2 separate regions of the Mus musculus genome follow, and region 2 is linked to region 1. A link is a contact called in public HiChIP or PLAC-seq data. All regions are on one chromosome and are shown on one strand. The core of a region is the stretch at or near the end of the contact, and the rest is flanking DNA. Distances in the headings are between cores, read along the strand shown.

The links. HiChIP or PLAC-seq counts read pairs in DNA pulled down with a chosen protein or histone mark.
Region 2: an H3K4me3 HiChIP or PLAC-seq map of bone marrow-derived macrophages shows a contact between it and region 1, with 3 times the contacts expected there. The contact joins the enhancer-like site here to the promoter of AI847159 in region 1. A contact is called at or near these places in 5 of 39 promoter capture datasets (the C10 cell line, hippocampal neurons, liver and 2 more), 1 of 484 Hi-C or Micro-C datasets (B cells), 3 of 115 datasets of contacts at active chromatin or transcription factors (bone marrow-derived macrophages and microglia) and 1 of 9 other capture datasets (embryonic stem cells).

The regions. Positions count from the first base shown.
Region 1 is chr2:129,179,288-129,182,126 of GRCm38.p6, reverse strand. It overlaps AI847159 (expressed sequence AI847159), which reads left to right and starts at 1,454. Exons shown (of 3, transcript NR_045264.1): 1 at 1,454-1,673; 2 at 1,868-1,917.
Region 2 is chr2:129,379,185-129,382,023 of GRCm38.p6, reverse strand. It overlaps the pseudogene Spcs2-ps. Among named protein-coding and RNA genes, the nearest start is that of Il1b, 9.5 kb to the right of the region's middle. Within about 2 kb of position 1,378, at least 58 of the 459 cell types and tissues checked have an H3K27ac peak or open chromatin away from gene starts, as enhancers often do. A contact at or near this core is called in B cells, bone marrow-derived macrophages, macrophages and 1 more, where this site is marked.

The DNA.
Region 1 (2,839 bases), core at 205-2,704:
TTCATAGTTCAAGACCATCCTGGACCCTGACTCAAAAAGTTTAAATTCCCTCCCCCTCGTTCTCCCACCCTTGAGATCTTTTTTAAAAAATGTGTGGGTTTGCCTGCATGTATGTCTGTGTAGCATATGTATACTGTGTCGGAGGAGGCCAGAAGAGGGTGTCAGGTTCCCCTGGAACTGGAGTTACAGAGGACTGTTAGCTACGGAGTAGGTGCTGGGAACTGACTTCAGGTCCTCTGAAAGAGCGATCAGTTATCTCTCCAGCCCAGTGCTGTCCCTTTGACAGACTGATCACTGCTATCCTAGAAAGTATTTGATAAAGTTAAAAGAACAAAGACCCTGGTAAGTTAGCCTCGGCCAAATCATAGTTGGATCGTTCTTATCAGCTTTCCTCATGGAGGTGGAGTGCCCCCTATCGGAATGGCTAGAAAGTAGCCGCTCCCCCACCCCCATGTCTGCAAGGTCTTTCTCTGTACAAGATGTGTAGGTAGTGTTACCAGGACACAAACAGAATCATGACAACACTTTGCAGTGTAATTTCATGATTTATATATCAATTATGTTTTATGAAGTTATTTTTAACTGACTAAAAGGTTTTATAGCTGGAATGTTGCTATATTGGGATGGAAGACTGGAATAATCTTCCCCAGCCCTGCATTCCTCTCACCTCTTGCTCAAGGTGAGGCTATGCTAGGCAGGAGGAGGGGCAACTGCTTATCACCTGCCACTATTCCCGTTGAATGTCCAATCACCTCCTGCCTCTCTAGGCCTAAGAGCCACTTTGTATCCCCCCGCCCCCCCCCCCCCCCCCGCCCCGTCTCTAAAGTCCAGGCTTGTTTTCTTAATTTCTTAGATTAGTAAATCTAAACATGCTATTGTAGGCATTCCTGAGCTCTATGAACCCACTGTTAACTCTCTACTCCTTGGCCAAGGACAGCTTCTGTCATTCTGAGACAGTGGCCTGCTTTGTCCTTCCATGGCCTGCTGGATCCCTCTAAGTCTCCCTAGAAAAATACGAAAAGGGGCCAGGTGTGGTGGCACACGCCTTTAATCCCAGCACTCGGGAGGCAGAGGCAGGTGGATTTCTGAGTTCGAGGCCAGCCTGGTCTACAAAGTGATTTCCAGGACAGACAGGGCTATACAGAAAAACCCTGTCCCGAAAAAAAAAGAAAGAAAGAAAGAAAGAAAGAAAGAAAGAAAGAAAGAAAGAAAGAAAGAAAGAGAAAAAGAAAAAGACGAAAGGGTACAATACAAAAGGAAAAAATACAAGGAACCAAAGAGGAAAAATACAAAAAGCACAAGCAGGTCCTATATCCAGACCATGAGGCCATCGCCACTGTCAGCTAACCCTGGAGAGGCTCCTTCCTTGGCAACAAGGTCAAGTTCACAGTCTGCAAAGCAGGACTGGCCAGAGCCCTCATTTGATTATAGCTTAATCCTAATCTGACCAGGTTTGGATGCAAAGCTTTCTCAGTTTAACAGTGACCGGAGTATCTCTGCTCTTTAGGACAGAGCTTTCTATCTTAAGGTCCCAACAAGTGCTTTTTGGTGTCGGTGCTAGAGTTTCATGTTTGCTGAGCAAGTGCTCTACCGCCGAGCTGCATCTCCAAACCCACACAGGAAGCCTTGTAAAAAACTGAAATGAAAGAAAATACCAGAGCACATTCAACAATGTGAGTATTATTTCCTGAAAATTGTGGTAAGGCGTGTGTGTGTGTGTGTGTATGTGTGTGTAAACTGTTCATAATATAAAATGTATTTCTTTGTGTGGGTGGGGGTTTAAAAAGTTTTGAAAATATTGACTTAAAGGAAAATATCCATTCCTCAAATAGTATACAAATATTATCAGAGCTGTGTCTTGCTCTAGGAGAAAGAAAAACAAAAGTTGGCTACCACATCTGGAAAGCTCCGGATGGGGTAAGTACAAAGGCCACCAGCACAGGATGTAAAAACCACAGTCTGAGGGGTGTCATGGGAGAAGCCACCTCCTTCTTTAGGCCTGATGGCTGGTTCTGACATTGGCTAGGGAAGGAAGGGAAATGGTATGCTTCTGATGAAGCACGGATACCAAGCCACAGCCCCAAGCCCCATGGCTGGAGCTGCTACCAAGACCTTGGTGTGAATGCTGGGAAAGGACCCAGAGTGATGGGAACAGACAGGGATGAGAAGAACAAAAGTGGGAGATATGGATATATAAATATAAATATGTATATATAATTGAGTATTTATATTATATTTAATGTATGTATGTATATGTGTATATATAATATTTTTTAAGGGAAGGGGGGTGGAACAGTGGAGGACAGCCACTTGAAGGCCAGATGTTGCCTTTGTTTCTACCTCAAGGCCTTTTTAGACTTACCTCATTACTGATTCTGATTAAGATGTATGCTACATGAGTCCATGGTCCGATAGGAATTTCTACATTTAGATTTTCCTTGTATGTTCCTGTCTGGCTAGAGCCAGTGTTGCTGTCTGGTTACCAGACTCAGCTGTGCCTCCCCTCACAAAGCACAGGGGTTTTCTCTTCTCATGTTCTCTGGGTTTCCCTGCTGAGCCCTATAGCCTGTCCTTTCGGCTATTTTGTGGATGCTTTTTTCTTTACCCTTCTCCACTTTTTCAACCCCTTAATATTAGATAGAAGAGAGAAAAGGATGGCGGGGAAAGGGGGCGATGATATTGTTAGGATAATTCCTGCTGATTAGGGCTGTTGAGTTCCTTAGGGCAAGTTTGATCTTCACAGTCAGGATATCTTTCTCTTTCTTCCTTTCTCTCTCTCTCTTTCTTCCTTTCTCTCTCCTTCTTTCTCTCTCTCTCTCTTTTTTCCGAGACAGGGTTT
Region 2 (2,839 bases), core at 129-2,628, 200 kb before region 1:
GTTTAGAAAGGAGATGAACTTTCCATTGCAATCAAGGGATTCAAGTAGCATATGGTTTAAATAGCCGGAGCTAAAATGGAGACAGCTTCAACTACAACGCAGTAGTCAGTAGGGATAGAGAGAAATTTACCCACACAAAAGAACAGCTTAATCCATAGATAGTAGGTTTGAGATGAATAGATAAGTCCTTGGGGTGGTGGCATTTGGAGAACAATTTATAGTTGAAGTAAGTTCTACAGTGATTGAGGAAGCAAGGCATGGATAATGGAGCTCTTCTCCCTTTTGCTCTTACATATACACTATACTTTCATTGAACTTAACACTTTAATATTTTAAACAAAATTTATTGTATATAATACCAAAAAGCTTAAGAAGGATAGTTTTATCATTACAAATCAATACCTCTTTCCTGGAACATTATACCAAGCATTGCTAGATATTAAAATTTGTATTTAAGACTGGACATTGTGTGACTATCTCACTGATGTCTATAAGATATTGGTAGATTGTCTAAACTTAATAATCTCAGTAAAAAATGGAGCCCATCCCAGAGCCTGGTAAGTTTTAGGCTATATATCAATAATCCTGTCTTGTCTTCACAGTAAGGATTAAGGTCTGTCCACCATCAGACTCCTTCATCCCACACTGCTCAGTCATATCAGTCACCCAGAGTCTAGTCCTGGACCTGATCAAGACACCAACAAATTTTGAGTGGCCCTGCTGGTAACTTTCCCTTGTTTGAGATGGAAAACTCTGTTCCATCCAACAAGGAGGAAGTGACTGGAGACATGAAATTAACAACGTCCTAGAGGGAAATGGCCAAACCACCTCCCATGAAGTAAAAACCAGAGAGATGAAATAGGCAGATCAGACATGTTAGAAGTAGTTTATCATAGATGGGAGGGCCCCAAGTCCATAAAGAAAAAACATTATTCCAAAGGCATAAACCCTGAAGAGATTTTTTTTTAAAGCAGAGAAGGAGAAAACAAAAGGGCATCCATAACCAAGGCTGCCAGTCACAGGTGAGGAAGTGAATCGGAATAAGGAAGAAGCTCGGAAAAGGGGAAGAAACACAACCCACGACTCATTTGGAAAGTCCCAGTGTTGCCCCCAGAGACAGAGAAAGAAACAAATTCACACAACATGTCACCCACTGAAGGGCAAAGAAGAAAGGTATGGAATGGAGTTGGCCCCCATGTCAGCAGCACAGTGTAGAAACACAGGAGCAGAATTCCTGAGATGTACATCTCTAGCCAGCAATCCTGCTTAGAATACGATTGTGTCTATAAGAAAACGGTCCAGCAATGGGTTCTGTGTAGACAGGAGGAGGGGCAGTAAGTGGTCAGAGCAATTAAAAGTGCAGTAGAGCAGTACTAGATAATACTTAGAAGTCATTATGGAGGCTGGGGTGATGCAGCGGGGAAGTGGCTGATAGTAGGTACTGCATAAGGGCCATTAAAAAAAAAAAAACAAACAAATGATTGTTTCTAGTTTGCATCCAAGAAAAATGGTAAAATGCAATGATGTGGGAACGAGACTCTGACCTAAAATAAGCAGACAATCCACTGAAGGAAGCCTGAGGGAGGGGCGGGGCAGACCCTGCAGTTGTCCAAACAGGGAAGCGAAACAAAGAAGTCTGAGAATGAAAACCCAGTTCAGACTGACTTCATCAACCAGGATTGGACGTGGGGAGTCTGGTGACAGGAGGATCATTGCCAGCATATTTAAAACACAATACAATTTGGGAAAAAGTTTCCTGGTTAATAGGATCCCCAGTGCACAGCAAAGCATAATTATATTGAAACTTGATTTAGGGTATATGCCATTTCTTCCAAGAAGATGGGGGGGAGGGGGTAGAGGTAGGCTACCTGGACTAGCTTAAGGGTCTAAGGGTTTAAGGGTCTGGTCTTGATCATACAGATAATGCAGAAGTCATTTGGGCTATTAACCAACTCTGGTCCTGATTGTAGGAGCTTGCTATGGCCTGGCCCAACAGATAATGTAGATCACCAGGCTGTTAATCAATCACCTCCAATTCCCAGCTTTCTGGGTGGGAAAACAAGTTTTATATCTAAGCCTTTGAAGGAACAGTCTTGTGTGCTTAACATTCTTGGTTTCTCTGGAGATCTGGAGACATAAGGATCTTCCTGCTGTGCTCCCAACAGGAAGCCCATTGAAATTATGCATTAGTTATGGCTGCTCTTCTGAAGCAATAGCAAAGTCATTGCACCTCAAAGAAACCCCATCTGCCCTTTTAGAACGCATTCACGGGTGCTGGAGAGATGGGCACTCTTGCAGAGGACTCAGATTGATTCCCAGAGCTTCTATGGTGGCTCCCAACCGTCTGTAACTCTGTTCAAGGGTCTAATGCCACAGTACACATGTGTCCATGCAGGCAAAGCACTCAAATTCATTACAAATAAATAAATCTTTTCCAGAACCCTCAGATAAGTAGTACCAGAGCCCCATGTTCATGGCATTTTCACCTACTGGGAAAAAGGACAGAAAGACATGCACCCAGCCACCTAGAGCTGTTTCTGCTAGATGCAAAGGGAAGCCATGCTGTCAATGGCCTTCCAAAGGTAGCACAACTGCTTGTTCAACCAAAGAGAGAAAGCAGAGACAAGATGGCGGCAGTGCCGTCGCAAGGAGGGAGAAGTTGGTGGTGGCGGAGGCAGTAGTGGGGCTGGTGGCCGCCCCAGCTGCGGGACAAGCAGCAGCCGCAGTGGTTTGTTGGATAAGTGGAAGATTGATGATAAGCCTGTGAAAATTGATAAGTGGGATGGATCAGCTGTGAAGAACTCTCTGGATGACTCTGCCAAAAAGGTACTTCTGGAAA